2 separate regions of the Mus musculus genome follow, and region 2 is linked to region 1. The links are chromatin contacts, called in public Hi-C maps. All regions are on one chromosome and are shown on one strand. The core of a region is the stretch at or near the end of the contact, and the rest is flanking DNA. Distances in the headings are between cores, read along the strand shown. Region 1 holds the start of Prkd2 (protein kinase D2). Region 2 holds the start of Zbtb32 (zinc finger and BTB domain containing 32).

Region 1 (6,331 bases), core at 901-3,400:
GTGTGATAGTCTGTCAGTCTCCTCCTTGCTCCACACTTTGGCCTCTATTTATTTCACTCTTTATTTGGGTCCCACCTTATGCCCTCGGTTCCCCTTTCAGGTTCCTGTTCATAAGCCCCTTCCTTTTTGCCCCAACTTGTATGTGAAAAAAATTGTCTCAATAAACCCTTTGGAGTAAGATAGGTTTTCCAGGCCATCTGTCAAGGGGATGGTGGACAGTAGGGGAAGGCCACTCCCTCTGCCTTGGTTGAGTGGAGTCTGGAGAGAGGGATATATGGTAGATTGGGGGTCTGTGGTCGACTGGGATGGGGAACGAGGTGACATGTGTGGGGGGGGTGGAAATGGAAGCACATGGCCACATCTCCATGATCCTCCCCTTCCTGTCCCTCAACTTGTGCTCCCCCGCGCAGTGAGCTAGGGAGCAGATGCTGGGATGGAGCAGTGAACATTTAGTTGAAGACCCCTTGCCTGCTCAGGGGCTGAGAACAAAAGCCCCTTTCCTGCCCCATGCCCACTCTTGGACTGGCAGACAGCAGGAAGGTAGGCCCACCAGACCCAGGCAGAGGGCAGGATGTGCAGAGCAGTACAGAGTTCCCTCCCCTTACCCACGTTTAATGTCGGCTGGTGGGAGTTAGGCCTTCATTGCCACAGTGGGGAAGGACTGGAGTCCCATCATACAGAGCAGGGTATGAGCCACTCTGACATTCCAAACAGCAGGCACAGCATGTTCCACAACCCCCGCCTTCTAGACCTGCCCCAGGGTCACGGGGTAAAGGGGGCCGTGAGTCCCAGAAGCAGGCAGTCAAACATGCTGGGGACATGCCTGTCTAGAAGGTACATGTAGGCATGTGGTTTTTAGGGGACACTCATTAGCCAGGCTGTGAGCTCCACGTGGCCTTGCCTCCCCCTGTCCCTCTTTGCAACTTCCCCAGGTGGTAGTTTGGGTTTTCACTCCAGCCTCAGACTTCCTTCCCCAGCCTCTGCCCCCGGATGTGGTGACAGCCAGCACTGTACCCACCTCAGCTGCCCCCAGCAGCGCTGAACCAGTAAGGGGGGGCCCTTGTGGACAAGTTGCTGCTCTCTTAAAGCTCCAGCTACCTGGATGTGAAAACTAATTGGTAGCCACTGCCTGACTACTGGAGTAAAAGTCAGAACGGCTCTTGATGGAGTTAGAGTTGACTACACAGACTCACAGGCTCTCAGTTGATGTTAGCTTTTTAGATTTCCTGTTATTGCACTACTGTTTATTTCAGAGAAGGGTGGAGGTCAGGACAACCCACAGTAGCTCAGCTGGTTCTCCTTTGACTATGTGAGTGTACAGGATTGAACTCAGGCCAGTGAGCTTGGCTTCAAATGCCTTTCCCCACCTGGCCATCTCACCAGCCACATGTTGGATGATTCCGTTAACACACCCACCCAGACACCCCTGGATGTTTTCAGTGCCTTCCCTTTCCTCTGCAAAATCAAAGGCAGCCACATCAACTCAACTTTAGCAGTGTCCAGGCACCACCTGTATTTCGGCCTCATGACAGAAAAACTAAGGCTCACAGTGGAGAAGTCACACAGCCAGAAAGATGTCGGCACTTGGTCTCACAGGAGGTCTATCAAGTGGTGGTGTCCTTTGTCATGCCACCTTGGTTGGAGGGACAGGCTTTGTACCCTCAACTCTCTGGAGAGAAACCTGAAATTAAGCTCTCTTGTGCATCCTAAGGCCTCCTCGACTTCCCACCTTATATACTGGGCTTTTGAGCTGGGGACGCGCGCTTTTGTGTGTGTGTGTGTGTGTGTGTGTGTGTGTGTGTGTGTGTGTGTGTGTGTGTGTGTGTGTGTGTTGGGGGCAGGTTGAGTAGCAGAAACTGTAAAGCCACCGGACTTGACAACGATTTCCGACCCTTTCCCTGCGGTGGGCGCCGGATGCGTGCCAGTCTGACAGCTCACTCCTTCAATGACAAAGCGCCTGCCCCTCTCGCGTGCCGCGGTGAACTGCGGCGAAAAGTCAACTTTCCAGGCTGGACTGTGCAGAGGAAACGCTGACCCTTCCGCCCTCCTACCCCCAGCCACCAAATTCCCCCCAACTCCCTGGTGCGGGGTCCCGCCTTCCCCTTCCGTCCCAGTAAGGCCCGCCCTGTGATGTCACGGTGCCCTGCTTTGATTGGCCAGCTGTGCCATCGCTCCTGAGACTTCCTTCTGGGCCGCCGCTGCCGACTTAAACTTTGAAGGGGGAAAAATAGAGCTACCCGCGCTGTGCGACCCTCCCTTGTCCCCGACCCGCCCCGCCTTCGGTAACGCTCCCTCCTCCGCCGCCCCTGATCCAACTTTCCTCCGACTTTCACGACCTGTGAGAGTCTCTTCTTTCAGCCCTGGCCCTGGCAACCCCTCCTCATCCCCGAGCCAGTCGGGTTCCTACGATCCACTAGATCCCTGGTCAGACTCCCGTTTTCTACCCCCAAGGCAGAGCATCTTCAGGCCTGCCCTGACTTTGGTCCTGCCGTCAAACCCACCGGATCCTGGCATTCCCTCTGCTTTGCTCTCAGCCTTCTTTCTCCAGGGGCCTTGGATCGCAGTGTCTTTTGATTCCAGGGACCCTGCCCTACCCGACTTTCTTTCCTGGTTTCTTCCAACCTTCCAATCTCTGGGTACCCTTCCCCAAACCACTGTTTTTCTTTCTGAACTCTGCTCTCTTGACTCCCGGCGTGTGACCCACTAGATGCCTTTTCTCTCATTGCCCAGGATCCCGCCATCCTCGCGTCTCTCAACCTGACAGATTTCTCTCTCAAATGCCTGCGTTCTTACCACCACCGCAAGAGAGCTCTCGGATCTAGGTCCCAGGGTCCTTGGTGAGCTTTGGGCGGCAGATCTGGATCTGGCCCCCATGGCCGCCGCCCCCTCCCATCCCGCAGGACTCCCCGGCTCTCCGGGGCCCGGGTCTCCTCCGCCCCCCGGTGGCTTGGATCTCCAGTCGCCGCCACCTCTGCTGCCTCAGATCCCGGCTCCGGGTTCGGGGGTCTCCTTCCATATCCAGATCGGATTGACCCGAGAGTTCGTGCTGTTGCCGGCTGCCTCAGAGTTGGCTCATGTGAAGCAACTAGCCTGTTCTATCGTGGACCAGAAGGTGAGGGCATAGGGGGCTCTCATGATAAAGGAGGAGGCTTTGGAGGTGGCCTGAGATTGTTGGGAGGCCAGAGAGGGGCCTAGGTGACAGACGAGGAGGGGCACTACACCCTAGTCGTGTCCTCACTCCACCACCGGTTTCAGAGAGGCCCGGATAGGGGTGGGGTGCCCAGAGGCCTCCCCAAATTGCCTGTCGCTGCTTGTTGTTTTCTGCAGCGAGCAGGGAGGAAGGGAGGGGCCTACCAGGTGTGGAGTTGGGAGGAAGGGGCAAGTGGGAGCAGCTGATCAGGAAGAGCTCTTCTGATGGGCCCATCCTGGGCCTCCGGTCTTTGGAAACAGTAGAAATTGAAGCCATACTGGCCATGGTGATCGGGTGACATGTGTGAGTGGGTGTGTGGACAAGCTGCCAGGGGCAAGCAAGGTCTCGGGGTACAATCCCTATCCTTTCCCAGGCCTGAGATGGGGTGTGAAGGAGCAAGGCACTCCTGTGTATCTCCTTGGCACCCCCCAAAATCCCTGCAGACCCCTCTCCCCGCCTAATCAATGCCCCTCCTGCTGCTCTTAGATTTGGCTATCCAGGTTCCTCGCCTTGAGTATCATGGTCAGAAGGAACCAAGTGGGACTAGATGCCCAAATCCTAGGAAAATTTACAACCCAGCTGGTAGAGCACTTGCCTAGCAAGCAACCCCCCCCCCCCGGGTCTATCCCCCAACCCTAGGAGGTAGAGAGGAGCATGCTTTTTCAGTAGTTCAAGTGCCTGGTGGTGAATATACGAGAAGTTCTGAGTCCTGAGTGGTTGAATAATATGACAGTTACAGGTGGAACTCAGAATGTATAATCTTATAATGGGAGCACATTGGGATTCCCAAACATCCAGACTTAGGCTTTTCTCGGGCTCCTGGAAATAGATCCTTCCTCTCTAGAGAAACAGCAGGAACAGGGCCACCTCCCATTTTTTCCAGCAGATAAAAAACTAGTTAGAAAAAAAGCCAGCCTAGGCTACATATCCAAACCCTGTTCCAAGTGGGTGGGAGGTGGGGGTGTTACTAGATCAAGCCACCATCCGGGGCAAGGCAATACTGATTTTCTACAGATCATCAAGGGAAGCTGAGCCCACCAGCTCTCCAAGTCTATTTAGCCCAGCCCCCTCCCACTCCTAAATCAGCCTAGCCGGCCTGTGGGAAGCAGGACTGGGGCTCCTGTACATTGCCCCTGGAGTGAAATTCTTTGTATTAGGGTTCAGATCCCCAGCCTCCCCTTCTCGGGCCCAACCTAGTTTGTTTTCTGCTCTTCTAGGGGCTCAGGGGCTGTTTTGGGCCCCTTCTTGCCTGCCTTCCTTCCCTGTGCCCCACCTGGGCAGTTTCACTTTCTGTTCGACGCTGTGTCATTTCCTGCCCACTTCCAAGCTGGGACCCGGACACCTGGGTCTTTGGAGCCTTGGATGAGAGGAGGCCTCCTTACCTCTTAGCTATCTTAAGCACTCCCCCAAAAGTCCCTCCAACACCCCCCCCCCCTTTTTTTCTTGTTTCATTCTGCCCCAATGCTGGGCCAAGAGCCAGGTAACAGGAACAATAGATTCAGGAAGGAAGCTGGGGTGGAGATGTGGCTGAAAGAGGAGGGGGTGATCACTCAGTGTCCCGCCAGCTCTGGAAAATTCGAAATGTTCACTCTGCTCCCGGAGCCTCTAAACCTCCTTTGCCCCTCAGCCCCTCCCCTGCCAGTCTCACCCGCCAGACTCTGGCCAGAGCCTCCCTCCTTAGCACACCTGGGGCTCAGGCATCCTGCTGGCTCAAACTGGGGTTGGGAGGGGACAGGCAGGAAGCGGTGGGCTGTAGGGTCTCAGTTTCCGGGGGAAACAACCGGCCCTGCCCTGAGAGGGTTCCAGTAGGCTGCCGCTGTCGCATCCTGTATTTAGCTTTTCCGTTGCCACTCCACCCCTCTTCTCTTGCCCCTCAGTTCCCAGAGTGTGGCTTCTACGGCCTGTACGACAAGATCCTGCTCTTCAAACATGACCCAACATCAGCCAACCTCCTGCAGCTGGTGCGATCAGCTGCAGATATCCAGGAGGGTGACCTGGTGGAGGTGGTTCTGTCGGGTGAGAAGTGGCCGGCACCCCGGGGGCGGGGCCTTGTTGGGGGGAGGGGGCGGGCCTCTGGGAGAGGTGACATAGGATCAGTCTGATGGGACTTGCCTGTGATCCCAGGCACAGTTTTTAAGTACCGCAAGTTTAAGACTAGCTTGGGCTAAAAAGTGAAACATTTGCGCTGGACAACTGGTTCAGTGGTTAAAAACACTTGTTGCTGTTTCAGGGCACTGGGGTTCAGTTCTCAGCACCCACACAGCAGCTCACAAACTGTAACTCCAGTTCCAAGGGATCTGACTCCCTCTTCTGACCACCACAGGCACAGGCATATGAGCCAGCAAAGGGCCATACACATAAAAAAGAAAAATCAATGCATCTTTAAAAGGTGTGCCTCATAGAAACCTTGGGAGGAAGTAGCTTGCTTGCTTGCTTATTTGTTTGTTTGTTTGTTTAAGATAAGATCTTACTGTGAGCCAGGCATGGAGATCCATGCCTTTAATCCCAGCACTCGGGAGGCAGAGGCAGGCGGATTTCTGAGTTCGAGGCCAGCCTGGTCTACAGAGTGAGTGCCAGGACAGCTAGGGCTACACAGAGAAACCCTGTCTTGGAAAAATAAAATAAAATAAAATAAAATAAAATAAAATAAAATAAAATAAAATAAAATAAAATAAAATATAAAAAAATTTTACTGTGTAGCTGTGGATGGCCTGGAACTCACAGAGATCCTCCTGCCTCTGACTTTACACTGAGATTAGAGATGTGGACCCTGACAGTCAGCTAGATAGCCCTCTCCCTTTGTGATACCCAGCACATTTTTTAAAAAAAAGATTTATTTATTATATACAAGTACACTATAGCTGACTTCAGACACACTAGAAAAGGGCATTGGATCCCATTACAGATGGTGTGAGCCACCATGTGGTAGCTGGGAATTGAACTCAGGACCTCTGGAAGAGCAGTCAGTGCTCTTAACCGCTGAGCCATCTCTGTAGCACTTTTCACATGCTAGGCAAGCACTGTCCCTACCGGTGAACTATACCCTTAGCCACCACAACTGTTTAACATTTAGTGTGTGCGTGTATGTGTGTGCATGCGTGCATGTAAATATTAAAAGACAACTTGTGGGACTTGAGCCAC
Region 2 (6,187 bases), core at 2,884-5,383, about 14 Mb after region 1:
AGCGGGGCGGCTGCGGCTCACGACAACAACCAGCGCCGCTGTGGGGCGGGCAGGAGCCGGGGGCTGGGCTGGCCACGCGCGGGGCACCACGGGAGCAGGAGTCCTGGGCCGGTCGGCCGTCACCCTCCAGCCGCACCTGAAGAGCGGACCCCGCGTCGCGGCCTGAGAGCGGGAGGCGCAAGGTCTTCTGGGGAATGTAGTCCAGTCGCCTTGCTCCTTCCGCCGACAGCTGGGGCGCGAGAACTGGGAATACCGGGTTGGCGACAGAGACCAGGAGAACCAGTTCCTGGTCTCCAGGAGGTGTGGTTCCCGGCTCAGACTCCTCCCATTGTTCTAGTCGGAACTAGCGACCTGCATGGACTACCATTCCCAGGGTCCTTCCCAGGGTACCGTTGGCTTCGGACCCTGGGAACCCGACGGACACACAGTAGACGAAGTTAGCTATTGCGCTAGGCGTTGGCTGAGGGGAGGGCGGCGGCGCTGGATTAGTCTCACTTCCAGGCGCAACCCGGTAGCCGCATTGCCCGGCGCGGAGGGGAGATGCTGGAGAGGCTAGTCTTCCGTCCCTTACTCGGAGGAGAGCAGACCGGTGGTCGAAATCCGGACCTCAGTCTGCGCTCCTCTCCAGCCCTAGACTACGCGCGCGGTAGATTGCTGTGGGAGGAACCAGAGTCTTGGGGCGCCTCAAAGCCACCTTTCCTCTCCCGCAGGGTCTGGAGCGCCTTTGCCGCGTGCTGCCCTCGGGAATTATACGAAGCCCCCCGGAAGGAGAAGTGTGACCCTCTGTTTATTGAATGGTGAATGGCCAGCAGGGGCCGCTACAGGGCAAGGGTGGAAACCCCCTAGCACAGAGGAAAAGTCTGGACTCGTCCTGACTGGAGCACAGGAAACTTTATTATAGTGATGAAATTGACAGTCCCCAGTTAATCTTCACCGAGTTAATTGTCCTTTAACTCGGGCTCGCCAGGCCGAGGCTTCTGCAACTCGCTTGTCCCGGAAGGGTTCGTAGCTCCTGTCTCGCAGTTCTTCTGTGGTTAAATTTGCCAGGCCGCCCTAGCTGAGCCCTTCTGCCTTTCATTCTTTGGACTCTTTGTCAAGCCAGAGAAGCTACCAACACCCGGTCAGGTGGCAGCAGAGGAGGTAGGACTACCGGGAGAGCTGGAGGCCCGGGTCGGCCTCGAGGAAGAGTAGAGGAAGGTGGAGCGTATGGTCCATCCAGGCGGCAGCCGGCTGGGCGAGTGGCCACGCATGTGCGCCTGCATGGAGGCCAGGCTAGGGCAGCCAGCCCTGCACAGAGGGCATCGATAGGGAGCAGCCCCATGTGTCCTCAGGTGCTTGGTCATGGCAGAGAAATCCCGGGAGCGCTGAGGACAGAGGCTACAGGAGAAGGGCTTCTCTCCTACAGGTGGAGGAGAAAGCCAGAGAAGGAAGAAATGGGCGAAGGCTCTCCAAGCTAGGGGTGCGTCGAGCAATAGGGCAAGGGAGGAGCTGGCAGGCCGGCGATGGAAACGAAAAAGATAAATTCACACTGGGCAGGATGCCCATACCTGTGTGGACTCGGTAATGTGTCTCCATCTGATGCTTGAGTGAAAACCTCTTTCCACACACAGAGCAAGAATAGGGCCGAGAGCGAGCAGGAGAGGGTAAAGGAGGGTGTTGGTGAGATGGGCAGTTCAGTGTGCGCTCCTGACTCACACAGGTTGCCAGTGTGCCTGTGTGGACAGAGAAATGGCGTGACCCAGACAGAATCCCTGAGGCCGAATCAATACAATGTCTAAACGATTTGGTGAGGAGAGGGGAGGCGGCAGCTCTCACCCTACTTACCTGTGAACCCTTGCCCAGACGTTTCTATCTGCCAAGGGCTGAGGGTTTCAGTGCCCTGGGGAAAAGATCCTGGAAACAGAGTGAAGTAGGGGCCCTGCTAAGGCTGGACTCCTGGAGCCCAGCCACTGGGCAAAAGCCCTGTGTGGAATACTGAGGGGCTTACCTGGAGTGGGGCTAGAGGAAGCCAGCTGATTCTGACTCCAGAGAGCTTTGGAGTGGTTCAAGGTCAGTGGGATCCTGGGTGGAGAAGAATTACAGTCTTGGCAAAGCCTGAGAACCTAACTGACTCTGGCCTGTCTTGTGATGACAATATTTGTTGTCTCTAACTCAGGAAATGTACACTGAACCCTTCCAACCATCACTGCTGCCTCTCCGGAGCCACTCCCTCCCTGCCTAGATGTCCTCCTTTAAGCCTCTCACTCACCTCTGATCTTGAGGCCGGACCTGCCAGGCCGCAGTGATGGGGGTACTATGGGAGAAGGGAGCACCGTATCTGGAGGGCCACAACAAGATGCTCCACAAGGCCGACTGGCCCTCCCCCAACCTAGGGACTTCAGCCCACCAGGGCCTGGGAATGAGGCTAGTTAGGAGGGAACCTGGTGGGGAAAGGGGATCAGGGCACCCACGAAGACTCTCCTCAGAGCCCTTGTGGCTCTCGATACCTCGCATGACCTCCTCTGAGCTCATCATCCTAGTTGCTCCTGCCATCTCAGGCCTCTCTCCGGGTGCTTTATGCTTGTGTGACATCTCCTGTTCTCTCCCATTACTTCTAAAATCCTTCTCTGGCTTCTGTTTCTCTCCAGGACTCCCAAGTCCTCTCTCAGAGCCCCTCATGAAGTCTTCTGATTGCTGGTGCCTCTTCAGTCCTGGATCCAGCTCATCTTCATCCTTGCCCTTTTGAGCTCTCTGACAGGCCTCTTCCAAGGCCTGTACCCCCAAGGCTTTGGCTGCCTCTTCAAGGTCCCCCAGCTCCCCAGGCTGTAGCTCTATACTCTCTCCATAGACAAAGGTCAGAATCTGAGCAAAGGTGGAAGGGCTTATGTCTTCAACCAGAGCCCACCGGCCCCTGCAGCCAAGCCTTGGGCTTGCACCTGCCAGCACTAGGCTGTGAGCCGGGAACTCCAGGCCCCCTACTGTGATCAGGGTATCACACAGTGCTGGCCGGAGTCTAGCCGCTAACTGTACCAACCTATCAGAGCCATATGGGCTGATTAGTCTTGTGGGGGTCTGGGGCATTGTTCCTGGCTAATCTACCAGTTTCACAGGCTCTGAGAGGAAAGCCACAATGGGGGATCCATGATTGAAGTGGGAGAGAAACCGCATACTCTCTGGCCTGTGAAGGGGAAGGGAGAAAGAGTGAGTGTCTGGGCTCAGATTGGTGCTGTCTGTCCTGAATGAATCAAATAAACTAAGCCAAAGGCCAGCTGTGGGGATGCCACACTAGGAGAATGCACACTGGGCCAGAGGTTAGGTTTGGGGCCTGAAGAACGACAGCCAGGCAGTTAGCAGAGGTATCAGATAGTGGGTTTAGGGCTGGTATAGTTAGCAAACACCCAGCTTAAGGAAGGTTTGGCTTCCCCAGGCTCTTTTGCAGGGAAAGCCTCTGAACAGCCTGGCCTTTTCCACACTTTGCATCAAACCTGGCATTTATGAATGGAGGAAGATGCGACCTCATGAGAGAGCTCAGACAGCTTTTGGGTCCTCCCCCAACATGAGCCCAGAAAGCCAGAGAAGGCATCAAGACAGCTCACATGGCAGGACAAAAGACTCTTAAGGCGTCACACAATTGTCTCTGCAAGACTGAAGCTTCTAGAATACACCCTCTGAGAAGGGATTGGAAAAGAGCAGAGATCTCCATCCAGTGGGTTAAGGGAGTCACACAAGAGTTTTAGAGAAGGCTTTGATGCCTGAGGAAGTGAAAGAAAGGAAAAAGAGACTGGGGAAAGGGAAGCTACTTCCTCTCACAAGGAGGATAAAGAATGGTTGAGTTCTGTTTTTCATAAGCCAAAAGACTAAGACTCAGAAAGTGCTCAACAAGTCAAGACTTTAATCACACATCAAAACCATCATGACACAGAGAGAGATAGCCTGCGAGTCTTAGCATCCTGCAGGCCTAGCTCGGTGTGGACCCTCCATGAGTAAGCAGCATGGTGGGGGAGGCAGAGAGAGGAATGAGGAACTACTTAGACACCTTGGAGTGAGGGATGCAGGGTGGCAGGAAGTAGAAAGAAGGTTGGAATGGAGGAAAAGCACAGCTGGGGAGAGGGATGGTAACTCACCTCTGTAGCTGCCTCCTAGTACCGCATGCTCACTACTGCTCCTGGGGTTCCTGCCCACCTACCCCCAGTTAGCTCCACCCCGTCCTCAGTCATCCCAAGTATTAGTCTGCCACAGTCCCCTAGAGGGGTGTGGCTTACTGTCTCTGCTTAGGACCTATAAGAGAGGCTACAGATCTACTTTTAACAACCCGGACTGCCTTGCCTCCTCAGTCTAATTCACTTGTGAGTTCTGTAGAGTCAAAGATGTGAACCTGTGGTGACAGGGACTTTGGGATAGTCAAGAGTTGAAGCCTCATCTCTGCCATTTACTAGTTGAGTCACCTTGGGCACGTCATCCCTCCCTCAGTCACCTCATGCATCAAGTGTCATGGTCTCGTCCAGAGGTGGGGGTGAAAATGAAGTGCCATGCATGAGGAAGCAGTCTGTGAGCACAACACAGCATTCAGCTGCTATTAGTTCTACATCCTGGAGGTGGCCATAGCAAGGAGTAGCTGGAAAAGCACTTGTGATACCTCAGAAGTGTAAGCATAGAAACACAGAATGGGAAGCAGCAGGCAGAGGAAAAGCCAAGGCTCCTCCTTTCCCTGGCTTAGTTCATCAGGCCCCCCTTCCTCTATGAGACTGACCCTTGTCCTCTGGACCACAGCAAAGACTAGGTGTGTGTGACTCAGATCCTCCCAGCAGACTCTGAGGGGGGCAACCCCAGGAAGCCTGTGGTGGTCTTCGAAGAGAAAAATCTCCTTTTCTTGGGCTGATGACAAATGACATTTCTCTGAAATCAAAACCAGGGGTTTCTTTCATTTTCTGCTCAAGGGGTCAAGGTCCCTAGAGATTTCCACCTCTTTTGACACCTTTAGCGCCCCCCCCCCATATGTCTTCTTCCTGTGTAGCTCAGGCTGGTCTTGAAATCTCTATCATCCTGTCTCAGCCAGTGCCACCACGCCCAGTTTTGATACTCTTTAAATTGAGGAAGGGATAAAAAGCCTTTGAAACTCAAATTTGTTTGTTTCCTTTTAATTTATTTTACTTATGTTTTGTTTTTTACCATTCTACCAATCTGATCCTAAGCTGCTCTTCTCATTCATGGCAGGTGTCTAATCTGTCATACATATGGAGTAAATACGGAGAGGAGAGACAGGCCAGACATTGGCTGGGCTGCTGTGGTGCCAGAATGAGCTGAGTCCCCTGAGGTTTCTCCCTAGCTTCTGGCCCCTCCTCGAGCCAATAACGAACAGTCAGATCTGTTTTTCCCCCTTGGCTCCAGGACTCCAAGATGTTCAGTCCAGCCTTCTATTACTCTATCCCTCCAGACCTAGGATGCCTTCCCTCCGATTCTAGCTTGGGTGCAGGCAGGTGGCGACCCTCCTAGATCAGACAGGGTGTGTCGGTGGGTGAGGCTGGTGAAGGGTTAGTAGGGTGGAGATAGGGGAAGATGAGTCAGAGCGAAAGGGAAAATGCAAATGGAACCCTGTGTTCATCTGCTCCTCTGAATGTTAAATATTTTCCACTTCTGAGCTTTCTAATTCCTAACATCATGCACTTGGGATCATACTAGATACTGCTATGTAAAAGGCATACTAAATGCCAGCCCTTCTGATAAATGTACAAACAGATACAAGCCTTCCTCCAACACAAAAACACAGTCTCTAAAAACAAGAAGTGGGGCAAAGTTGTAGCGGGAAAGGCACTGGGGTCTGACAGCAGCCGCATCACCCAATGGAAGAAGTCCCTCCCTTCTGCCAGTGACTCAGCTGCCCCACTAGTATGCTTCACCCACTGATGACCAAAAAGTAGGGACCACTCAAAGATAGTCTGTGAGGACTGACAGTAGGCTTTCAGAGCACTGAGGAAAGAGCCAGGGGGTTCCCCAATGAGTAAACAAAAGGCCCTGAAGAATAGGAAACCCCATTTTGCCTCCCACTTCCCACTTGGTGTCTTCCCACAGTAAGGTTATCCCTTACAGAGAGAGGGGGGGGGGGCGCCCGTAGAGGTATTTTCAGGGCCCTTTGCACCTAAGCCCTTATGCTGGGGACACTGGGGTCCCTTCCCTGGCCTCTTCCTACAGCCATGGAAGAGTAATCACA

Evidence for each region. A called contact is a pair of places that touch in the nucleus more often than the background predicts.
Region 2: a Hi-C map of B cells shows a contact between it and region 1, with 8 read pairs. The contact joins the promoter of Zbtb32 here to the promoter of Prkd2 in region 1. A contact is called at or near these places in 1 of 39 promoter capture datasets (cranial neural crest) and 1 of 484 Hi-C or Micro-C datasets (B cells).

What each region holds. Positions count from the first base shown.
Region 1 is chr7:16,840,752-16,847,082 of GRCm38.p6, forward strand. It overlaps Prkd2 (protein kinase D2), which reads left to right and starts at 2,151. Exons shown (of 19, transcript NM_001252458.1): 1 at 2,151-2,282; 2 at 2,731-3,112; 3 at 5,068-5,206. The coding sequence starts at 2,873. It overlaps Strn4 (striatin, calmodulin binding protein 4), which reads left to right. Exons shown (of 18, transcript NM_133789.3): 18 at 1-180.
Region 2 is chr7:30,588,809-30,594,995 of GRCm38.p6, forward strand. Zbtb32 (zinc finger and BTB domain containing 32) reads right to left here and starts at 4,134. Exons shown (of 6, transcript NM_021397.2): 1 at 4,104-4,134; 2 at 2,249-3,157; 3 at 1,988-2,061; 4 at 1,825-1,893; 5 at 1,548-1,712; 6 at 873-1,399. The coding sequence starts at 3,060. The coding sequence ends at 1,122. Gm32082 (a long non-coding RNA gene) reads left to right here. Exons shown (of 3, transcript XR_003946734.1): 1 at 1-511; 2 at 711-797; 3 at 1,406-1,551. Mir3569 (microRNA 3569) reads left to right here and starts at 572; the gene lies at 572-629. It also overlaps a transcript of Kmt2b not described here.